Linked DNA regions of Gossypium hirsutum: region 1 is linked to region 2. A link is a contact called in public Hi-C data. All regions are on one chromosome and are shown on one strand. Each heading gives the region's core, a stretch centred on a gene start, on an enhancer-like site or on the middle of the called end of the contact. The rest is flanking DNA. Distances are from core to core; before and after follow the strand shown.

Evidence for each region. Hi-C and Micro-C count contacts between places; a contact is called where the count stands out from the background.
Region 1: a Hi-C map of leaf shows a contact between it and region 2, with 2.1 times the contacts expected there. The contact joins the promoter of LOC107952792 here to the promoter of LOC107962248 in region 2. A contact is called at or near these places in 6 of 34 Hi-C or Micro-C datasets (callus, hypocotyl and leaf).

The regions. Positions count from the first base shown.
Region 1 is chrA07:81,295,000-81,300,362 of Gossypium_hirsutum_v2.1, forward strand. LOC107952792 (NADH dehydrogenase [ubiquinone] iron-sulfur protein 1, mitochondrial) reads left to right here and starts at 2,122. Exons shown (of 5, transcript XM_016887968.2): 1 at 2,122-2,682; 2 at 3,257-3,503; 3 at 4,113-4,407; 4 at 5,324-5,363. The coding sequence starts at 2,268.
Region 2 is chrA07:81,110,548-81,115,995 of Gossypium_hirsutum_v2.1, forward strand. LOC107962248 (probable inactive ATP-dependent zinc metalloprotease FTSHI 3, chloroplastic) reads left to right here and starts at 1,627. Exons shown (of 5, transcript XM_016898565.2): 1 at 1,627-2,995; 2 at 3,803-4,126; 3 at 4,444-4,744; 4 at 5,371-5,448. The coding sequence starts at 1,895.

The DNA.
Region 1 (5,363 bases), core at 872-3,371, 180 kb after region 2:
GTTATATACTTATTGGTTATTATGAAAGCATAAATGATAATTGACCGTTACATACAACATCACGAGCAAGTACAACAAAGTATGCCTTGTGCAAGTGAGGAAAATCCCGTTTGAACCTTAGGAATAGTCTAGGATACAAGTGACATGTCACTAGGAATTTAGAAATCCGAACTCGTTGAGTTGGTCTGGGTTCGTGATATGTATGAGGCATCCGAGCTCGTTGAGTTGGTACGAGTTCATTATGGATACGAGCATCCGAGCTCGTTGAGTTGGTCCGAGTTCATTATGGATGCGTTACATGTAATTGGGTTCCGGGTAATGGTCTTATGTGTCCTACCGGTAGCTAGGTAATCCTTGAGTTGGTCGGATACTTGACAGCTTGTGTGAGTAGCCCGTGTAGTTACACCTTGACCGATAGTTTTTATGAGCAAGCTCGTGAGTAGCTCCATTGCGAGCATTACATGTTATGAGGTAGCTTTGGCTACGTATGTATATGTGGCACTTATGTGCTAGTTTTTCTCGTATCCAATAGTATTCTTAGTGTTCAACAAGTAATACAATGGATGTGATGAAAGTCCAGAGAAGGGCATGTTAAAGAGGTATGGTTATATGATATACTAAGATAAGTACAGATAGGTACGCTAAACCTATGAATAATGCCTTGGTAAAGAATGATTTGTGATGAGAAAGTATATGTGTACATTTGATAAGTAAGCCAAAAGGTTTAAGTGATGAATAATCTTTATGTATATGTTACTATGTCTTTGCATGTTGATTTCTTACTACCATTGCATATTATTTGCATGTGGACTTACTAAGCTTTAATGCTTACCCCTTTCCTTTCCATCCTTTATAGTTCCGCCAAGCTAGCTCGGGGACCGGAAGTTGTCAGAGTATTCAATCACACTATCAAAAGATTATCGGGTCTAGTGAAATTGTTATTTTGAGTATGGCATGTATAGGGGACTTGGTTATTTTGTGATATGTGTCATGCTATTTGGCCAAATTGTGAATGCTTATGATGTTGATGATTCATTTTGTAATGGCCATGTGGTATGGCTTATATTTGATCATTGGGTTGTAATCTAATTACCCATGCATGCATGTGTTAGTGCCTTGATGATGTGATATGTTATTGCTTGGTGAATGTATGATAAAGTATGGATTAGATGCTAAAAGATAGGGGATGACTTAATGGTTTAAAATGACTATAGTCATGAATGCATAATTTGAAGTTATGGTAACAAGTTTAATAATGCATGAAATTAGTGTGGAATGCTTCTAAATGGTGTAACAAAATGAATGTGCAATAGGATGACATTTTGAAGATGTGAGAGTGCCATGGTGTTGAATATTTGAGTGTCTAAATATGTCATGTTGCATGCTATGAAATATGTTTGAATGTATGAATGATTGAGGGTGACAATTGGCTTGGAAAATAGCCTTTAAATGGTCCACATGGGTAGACACACGGTCTGCCCCATGGGCGTGTTGAATGGCCGTGTGTCCCATGCACTCTAATTTTTACAAGTCAGTATGCTCAGTAGTAAATACATGGGCTAAGACACGGGCATGTGTCTCTTAATAGACATAATTTTCGAGGTAAACAGCAAAAATAGTCACTTTTGTTTGTCTCAGATTATATTTTCTTCGCTTATATTTGAAATATTACGTTTTAGTCACTTACGTTATTGTTTTGTTACGAAGTGGTCACTCTACTGTTAAACTCCGTTACCTCCCTAACGGTAGTCTTACATGATAGTCCAAATGGATTTTAAATGCCAACTTGGATGTCCAATTGCTAGAATGAAAATAGGTTTTTAATTAAACAAATTTTATTTGGACTGTCACGTAAGACATCCAAGTTGGCATTTAAAACTATTTGGATTGCCACGTAAGACCTCTATTAGGGAGGTAATGGGACTTAACGGTAGAGTGACCACTTCATAACAAAACAATAACATAAATAACCAAAATGTAATATTTCAAACATAAGTAACTAAAATGTAATCTAAGGCAAACAAAAGTGACTATTTTTATAGTATAACCTAATTTTCGGAAAGAAAAGCATTACTTTACAACCTTAATTTAAAACGATGGCGTATGGAAACTCAGAGGCAGACCATGTGGAGAAAAACGGGTCAACCTGAAACCCGAATTGTGGGAATCACACGCCTTTCATTTCATTTCAGTGCAAACTCGAAATCTGTCGCCACTCTTTCTGAGCTCCAACAAAGGAAGCTAAGAGATCTCACCGTACTGGAAAAATGGGATTAGGGTTGTTAGCTTCAAGTACCCTTAAGACCTCCAGGGTTCTCTCTTCTCAGTACTCTCGTTTCCGACCCATCGTCACCAAACCCAGCCTCCAATCCCCCGATGCATCAGCGGCCGCACCAGCAACGCAGCCGGAGCCCACTCCGCCTCCGCCTAAGAAACCTGTGGGCGGTGCCCGGGTCCACTTCACCAACCCAGATGATGCTCTCGAGGTGTTCGTTGATGGGTTCCCGGTGAAAATCCCTAAGGGCATGACTGTTCTTCAGGCCTGCGAGATCGCTGGAGTTGACATTCCTAGGTTTTGTTATCATAGCCGACTTTCGATCGCGGGGAACTGCCGTATGTGCCTTGTCGAGGTTGAAAAATCCCCCAAGCCCGTCGCCTCTTGCGCCATGCCTGCCCTTCCTGGTGAGCCTTTCCGTTTCATTGCCCTTTCTTTTTTCTTTTATTTTGGATAGATAAATTTATTCATTTGTTTGGATTAACCTTCAGGGAGGAGCGATTTTGATTTCCTATATACAGATTCGTGACTTAATTAGGTGGATTTAGTGATTTTGATTTGGGTATCAAATTAATTGAATACTGTTTAGTTTGCTTCAACTTTCCCTTGCTATTTTTATGCTGCTATTTGTTCTGTTTAATGTTAAGAAATATACAACGCTATGATTCATTACACTATGATCCAATTCTTTCTCTCTTTTATAGTATTTATATTCGCATAAATTTCTTTTTTATTTTACTTTTTTAGCAATATGGCTTTGGAAATGCTAAGCTCTTGTGTGAAACTGCTCTTACAAGTCGAAAGTGCTTTTCATTTAAACAATTTAACCTTTACGGAATTAGGCTGCTCTTTATCTAAATCTGTCCGTTTGTTTTATATTTTGGTTTGGTTCTGGTATTTCCCAGTACATTCTTTATTTATCTTCTTCTTCTTCTTATTATTATTATTATGTTCTCTAATTCTCCTGGGACTCTAATATAGGAATGAAGATTAAGACAGATACGCCGTTGGCAAAGAAGGCACGAGAAGGAGTGATGGAGTTTTTGCTGATGAACCATCCACTGGATTGTCCAATTTGTGATCAGGGTGGAGAATGTGATCTCCAGGATCAGTCTATGGCATTTGGATCTGATCGTGGCCGTTTTACTGAAATGAAGAGATCTGTTGTTGACAAGAATCTTGGTCCTTTGGTGAAGACTGTCATGACTCGGTGCATTCAGTGTACTAGGTCCGAAATTAACCTAACAATATTCCTAAGTTCTTTATTTATTTATATTTTCAAAGATTTTAAGATTTGAATCCCAAGGATAACTGCTTCCACTAATGAGTTTCTTTTAAATAAACAAATGCATTGGAGAATTTTTAGCTTTAGATATTTATGGCTACATATAGGTACCGAGAATTTATATTCCAATAAATCCCAATTAAGAATGACTGGTATTGCTTGTTTATGTGTTCACTACCTTTTTAATCATGTGTTGCCCTACACTTAGAATTGTTTATATCAGATTGTGATTAAGTTAGCCTATACAATTTGCTTTGTGAATTTTGCTTTACTTCATTATGTTAGACTGATGCACTTCTTCTATTACACAAATCAGTCCGAGTTCTAAAGCTTTGTGATTCATAAATAGGTCTTTCAAAGCCTCTCTAGTGTATTTTCCTTTTTGAGTGATAAGCTAAAAGTTGCATCTTCTTCTTTAAGCCATTTTTGGGCCAAATCGTTGTGATCTTTTGAGGATTTGTTTGTTTGAGAAATATCTATAAGCAATTTTCTTTCTGTTCTATGTTCCATAGGTCAGAGCTTGAGGCAACTAACTTTTTGTGGTCTCATCAGGTGTGTCAGGTTTGCAACAGAAGTTGCTGGAGTTCAGGATCTTGGCATGTTAGGTCGTGGTAGTGGAGAAGAAATTGGGACTTACGTTGAAAAGCTTATGACAAGTGAGCTTTCTGGAAATATAATTGATATCTGCCCTGTTGGAGCTCTTACCTCTAAACCCTTTGCATTTAAGGCCCGAAACTGGGAGTTGAAAGGAACAGAGACCATTGATGTGACTGATGCAGTTGGATCCAACATTCGAATTGATAGCAGAGGTCCAGAGGTTATGCGTATCCTTCCACGTTTAAATGAGGTAAGTGTAAATTGTCATACGATGCTTATGGTACACTCATTTCTAGGAATCTTTTGTCTGATGCCCATGAAGCACTGAACTATCTGTTGAGTGTCGACTGCTTTTGTGCTAGTACTTTTAAGTGTTCTGGTCTTATCACTTCATTAACTCTACGACCTGTATTATTTCTGTTTATGAGAAAAGCAGCCTTTATATTTAGTTCTTGAGGAGATGTGATAATTTAAGATTGACTTATACCAGCTTTAAATTTTCATTGTGATTACTGTGGCATATGTAACAACACATTAATGATATTGTTTTGTACATTTTCCACTGTAGTTTTAGCTAGACACATCTTATTTTCCAGTTGTGACAGTAAATGTGTGGCATGGGCTGCATGGGATAGAGTTATTATGGTCTTGTTAATATCTGAGAAGGGCTTGGTTATGTTCTTGCACTTGTTGCAAATTTATCTCACAATTTACCACTACCCCTAAAGAATGTGGAAATTGTGAATTGTGGACTTTTCTAGTAGGGTTTGTTTCATTTAGATAATATGGTCAAATGTTCTCTTCCAGTTTGTGCAAGGTTCGAAGTAACTAAGGTTTCTTGTCATGAACTTCTGAAGTTTCAATGATTAAAATTTTAAGAAGGGAATTTGCACTTTCAAAGCTGATTATTTTTCCAACTGGTGCAGTCCTTTTTATCTGAGTAACATGCATTAATCATTGAAATGTTTATAATTATCAATAAAAAGAAAAAAAAAAAGTGTTCTTTTTTTTTATGAAGAAAAAGGTTTCTCAATGTTCTGTTTGTCTGCCTAAATCAGATTTTTGTCCATTAGAGAAACAGTAAACTTAATTGTTCTGCTAATAGCCAGAGCGTTGATCTGTTTGACAAGATAAGTAACTTTTGCCTGTTTCATTGACCTTTGTAGGATATAAATGAAGAATGGATATCGGATAAGACTCGTTTCT
Region 2 (5,448 bases), core at 377-2,876:
GTGTTTTTCACCCTAACTGTAATTGCTCCTAGAATCTCTGAAATCAAGGCTTATTTTAATGGAGTTGACGCTTCTGACATATTTGGTGCTACACCATTGCTTGCTAACGTTGGTGAGTGGGAATCAAAATAAACTTATGAGAAATTAACAAAGGCTTCAAGGTATGTGTCAATGCTATTTTCTTTAAGGTTCTATTTGCCCCCACCTATATTATGGTGTGCAAAAAAATTACTGACAAATAAACCCCGAGGATATAATGAAACTCAATGACTGTTTACGTTTTTCACTGACGTAAACAACCCACTGAGCACTGAGTAGAGCATAGCAAGGATATTAATTTCTATAAAAAATTTCTATAATAATTCTTTATAGAACAATTTAAAAATATAAAAAAATGGTGGGAGATCAGAAAGAAAATTTTTTCAATTTTTTTTTTGTTGTTATGGAAATGAAACTTCACTCCTATTTATAAAAGGCCTCATGTCTCTTTATAGAGACATAACTACTCAAATGAATAGTCATGTCTAGCAATAAATATAGTTATTCAATAAATATCTACTTGAATAATTATACCTATTTTTTAATAACCAAGTGACATAACTTTTGATTACTTATAATGTTTCATTTGCAATTATTGAAACACTATATATATACATTTTAAAAATGTTCCAAAGATAACTACATTTATTTGTATACATAAGAAATGAGAGGAGGATGGATGGAGAGGTGGAGAGATTCTGGCATGGTGATGAAATAAAGAAATTAAATGTGTAAATTTTAAAATAATAATATTATTTAACAGTTCAATTTAGGATTTTATTGAAAATTTTTTATAGTTAAGTGGCCACTTATGTATTTATCTTTAAGCTAACATACAATAAACAATGAAAGATATGTTTTTAAAATTAATTAACTATAATAACAAATAAAAAAATTAGATTAAATTATGAGTAAAATGATATTTAAACATATAAATATATCAAATAAATAATATTAAATACACTACAATTTACTTATAATGGTTTTGTCATCAATTTTGAGTTAGTGTTGAATTCTCTTATGATACTAACTGAATTAACAACATTATTAATATATACAACTGGTAGAGATAATAAATAATGCATATTAAAAATGTATAAAAATATCAAAATAGAGTTTTGATTGAGTGGTAAATTTAAGGTTTTACTGAACTAATTTGGCATGGGTTTAAATTGCACCATATGTATATTTTTCTTGATTTTTATTAAAATAAAAAGTATAAAATACACTTGAATAATATAACTTATTTTAATTATGGTAAGACATTTTTATAATTTACTAATTAAGTTGGTACCCAGTTGATGCATGATATATTTAATCAAAGATTTTATTAATAGAATAAAAATATAAAAGATTACAAAATTCTAAATTCTAAATTTATATTTAAATAAAATTATTAATATTTATTTGTAAATTTATTATTATTATTATTTGATTTATATACTTGGAAGTGTAAATAGAATTGAGAAGTATCATCTATTCGAATTTTTATTAGGCCGGAGCCCTTGAACCGTTGCAAGTTTTTTGGGCCACAGATACACCGTGTTTATCTGATCAATTCATCCAACACTTGAGGACCGTTAGATCTTTTGCAAAAGAGTGTTCAATCTTTGCTCAAAAAAAAAAAAAATCCCACATAGAAATATATCTAATTTAAATGAAAACAAATGAAGATAAAGTTTCCTTCCTCCTGTTCATTTCATTCCTCAGTTCCATCCCATGTATAATTTAGAAGCTCATCCATCCAGGTAATAAGTAAAGCCCTTCTTTGACTCCAAGCTACCTAGTTTCTGATATCTATGTACCTTTGGTTGGTTTTCTCTCTCAAATTTGCTGTTGTTGATGTACAAAACACATGGCTTGTTTCAGTGTTGTGTGCAATAATGGGGTTTTTGTTAGTAAAGAAAACTTGGTGATTGATAGTGGAAAACCCAAGTCTATCTGGAGAAATATTAGCTTTTCTGATACTTCATTTTGCTTTCCTTCACTTGGAATATATAGATATAACCATTGCAAAACCCAGAATTTGTTCTTTTCTGGTCATAATAGCTTTAGGTTAATTAGAAATGGAAGAAGAAATGAGGTTCCTTCTTTGGGTTTTCAAGTTTGTTGCAAGGCACCCAATGGGTTATTGATGAGGGGAAATAGTGGAGATAAGGAAACCCAATTTGGAAGAAGAGGAAGTAGTAATGTAAGAAAGAGATTTTCACTAAGGCTGCGTCCAAGGTTGCGGTTGTTAGCAATAAGAATGAAGAGAGTTTCGCTTAGGTCGATGTTAAATGGTATTGCTGTCTTTCTAAGAAAGAATATAAGAAGAGTTAGTCTATACAGTATAATATCTCTAGCGTTGGGAATGTGCTATTTGTTCTTGAAATTAACTGCAGTGCCATCTCCTAAGATTGTTCCGTACTCGGAGTTTATAACTAGCCTGCAGAGTAGTTCTGTGACCAAAGTTTTGCTTGAAGAGGGTTCCCGTTGTATATATTTCAATATGAATTCTAAAAGTGCTGAAAATACACAATCTGAAGAAGAATCATCAGCTGGGAATGATTCAATAGAAAACCTAACTGGTATGGCTGCAAGAGAGGATAGTGTGGTGGATGGTAGACAATTGCAAAAACAAGGTCTATTTAAGAAAATTTCAAGACCTAAAACTTCTACTTCTGCATGGATGTATTTGACAAGAAAAATTGATCATGACGAAAAGTATCTTCTTAGTTTGATGCGAGAAAAGGGAACAACTTATAGCTCAGCTCCTCAGTCAGTTCTAATGTCAATGAGGAATACTTTAATAACTATAATATCCTTGTGGATTCCTTTAACTCCTTTGATGTGGCTGCTGTACCGTCAACTTTCTGCTGCTAATAGCCCTGCAAGGAAGCGGCGACCAAATAATCAGGTTGTTGGGTTTGATGATGTGGAGGGAGTTGATACTGCTAAGGTGGAGCTTATGGAGGTAAGCACTTCTCTATTTCCACAAAATGGATATCATTTTTCCGCCTTCTCTTCTTTTAATATTTAATGTCAATGTATTCATGTGCTGGCCACATTATGGAATTCATGATAGGGATGCAGTTTTGCTTCTTTTCTAGAATTCATTCAAATTTGTTCTGAGTATTATATAGTCTACAGAAGGTAGAAAACCTGCCGGGATGTTCCCATAGTTTTCATTTGTGATTTCCTTTAGGACTGTCAATGATGTCAGTTATTGATTACTCTCTTTGTATTATAAATATGTCTGAGAATATGGCATCTACCTTGCTGCCAATTTTTGTCCTTTAATGGTTTAAAACTCATATCCTCACATATTTATATTTCTTATTAAAAAATATGTTAAATGCACCTAGACATGAAAGAAGTTGAAGAGCATCCCCTTTTGATGCATCTGGATGATCAAAGTCTTTTTTCTGGGTATTGACACAGGAAAATAGTACATGGAGATCTCCTTTTTATTACTATGATCTCCTCGCCTTGGTTTTATTTGCTTTGGAACGCATTTGAGAATTCTTTGATGATACTGATAAGAATTATTTGATGATATTTTTGGTTAGCACAAAATCATTTTTTTTTTGGTTTAACAAGTTCTATATATCTTCTGATCATTTCGCTCTCTGTAGTGCAACTACTATTTTTCTGGGGTATTGTTGTCTATTGTCTGATGTTCCTTGTAGCTATTATTATTACAAACTAGGTTTACTGAATCTCTGATGAATAATGAAGTAAATTTCTGCTGGCTATTTTCATTGACACATTCTTTTTGTAGGTAGTTTCATGCCTTCACGGTTCTGTAAACTACCAAAAACTGGGAGCAAAATTACCTAGAGGTGTGTTGCTAGTGGGTCCACCAGGAACAGGAAAGACATTACTGGCTCGTGCAGTTGCTGGAGAAGCTGGAGTTCCTTTCTTCAGTGTATCAGCAAGTGAATTTGTGGAATTATTTGTTGGTAGAGGAGCAGCTCGATTCAGAGATCTTTTCAATGTTGCAAGGAAATCTGCACCATCGATTATCTTTATTGATGAGCTTGATGCAGTTGGAGGGAAGCGTGGTAGAAGTTTCAATGATGAACGAGACCAAACATTGAACCAGGCAATTTAACATTCAACTCTATTTCCATTGCTTATGTGTATTCACTTCTATTATTAAATTCTTTATTATTCTGATCATATTGGGACTTCAATAATCAATTTTATCACTTCTGTGTAAATATTGCACTTTAGAATCAAACTATCTTTTCTAAAAAAATAAAAAAATAAATTTGTCCAATGAGTATTATTTAATCTGAGGAGCTGTCCTTGGATTTCTTTAAGTTTCATTTTTGAACTTATAATAGAATTTTACATAAAATTTGGAATTTTGGATCTCCAGCTATTAATGGGCTTTTAAATTTCATTTTGCTGCTGCAGTTGCTGACTGAAATGGATGGATTTGAGTCAGACATGAAAGTAGTTGTAATTGGAGCAACTAATAGGCCAGAAGCACTGGATCCAGCCCTCTGTCGCCCTGGTCGCTTCTCAAGGAAAGTGTTGGTAGGGGAACCAAATGAGGAAGGACGGAAAAAGATTTTGGCTGTACATTTGAGAGGAGTTCCTCTAGAAGAAGACCCACAACTTATTTCTGAGTTAGTGGCTTCACTGACCCCAGGTTTTGTAGGTGCTGATCTCGCGAACATTGTCAATGAAGCTGCTTTACTTGCTGCTCGTCGAGGTGAGAAGCTGATACATAGCTTTATCTGATTTCAGAGTGTGGTGCCTCCGCTGCCAGTTACATTTTGAACTTTCCTTTTTGTCGTTTTCGTTGAGCATCATAGAATCAGACCCCCTACAATCATTCCCAAAATGTTTTAATAACCATACCAGTCATCAAACCTGCAAGGGGCCAAGATTTTGGTTTAATTGGTTGAACTGGTTTGACTTTTGATTCGAATAAAACATTTATTATTATTTTTATGTTTCAGTACTTGGTAAGTAATAAAAACGGTGATAATGTAACTAAAAATGCAACTGGCTCAATTGTTAAGGCTTAAATGTCTGAGGAAGTGGTCTTGAGTTAAAGATCATCACTTAAATAAGTTTTACAACATATAGAATAAGAAAAACCTGTTCAATAACCTGTTTAATCTAAAGCCAGGAATCCTAGATGGGGCAGACCACTAGTTTTCAGTTGAACCGGTCCAGTCTCTGGTACCCCACCTCACAACCTGGCAGTGTGCACAGACCTTTTATCTTATTTATTTATTCTTTTTTATGCAAATAATATTTATGATTGTGCTATAAACTCACTTTCTAGACAACAAGGATGAACTTTTTGTATCACTGTGCTTGCTTCTGTAGGTGGTGAAACTGTGACAAGGGAAGATATAATGGAAGCTGTTGAGAGAGCTAAATTTGGGATTAATGATCGACAGCCTA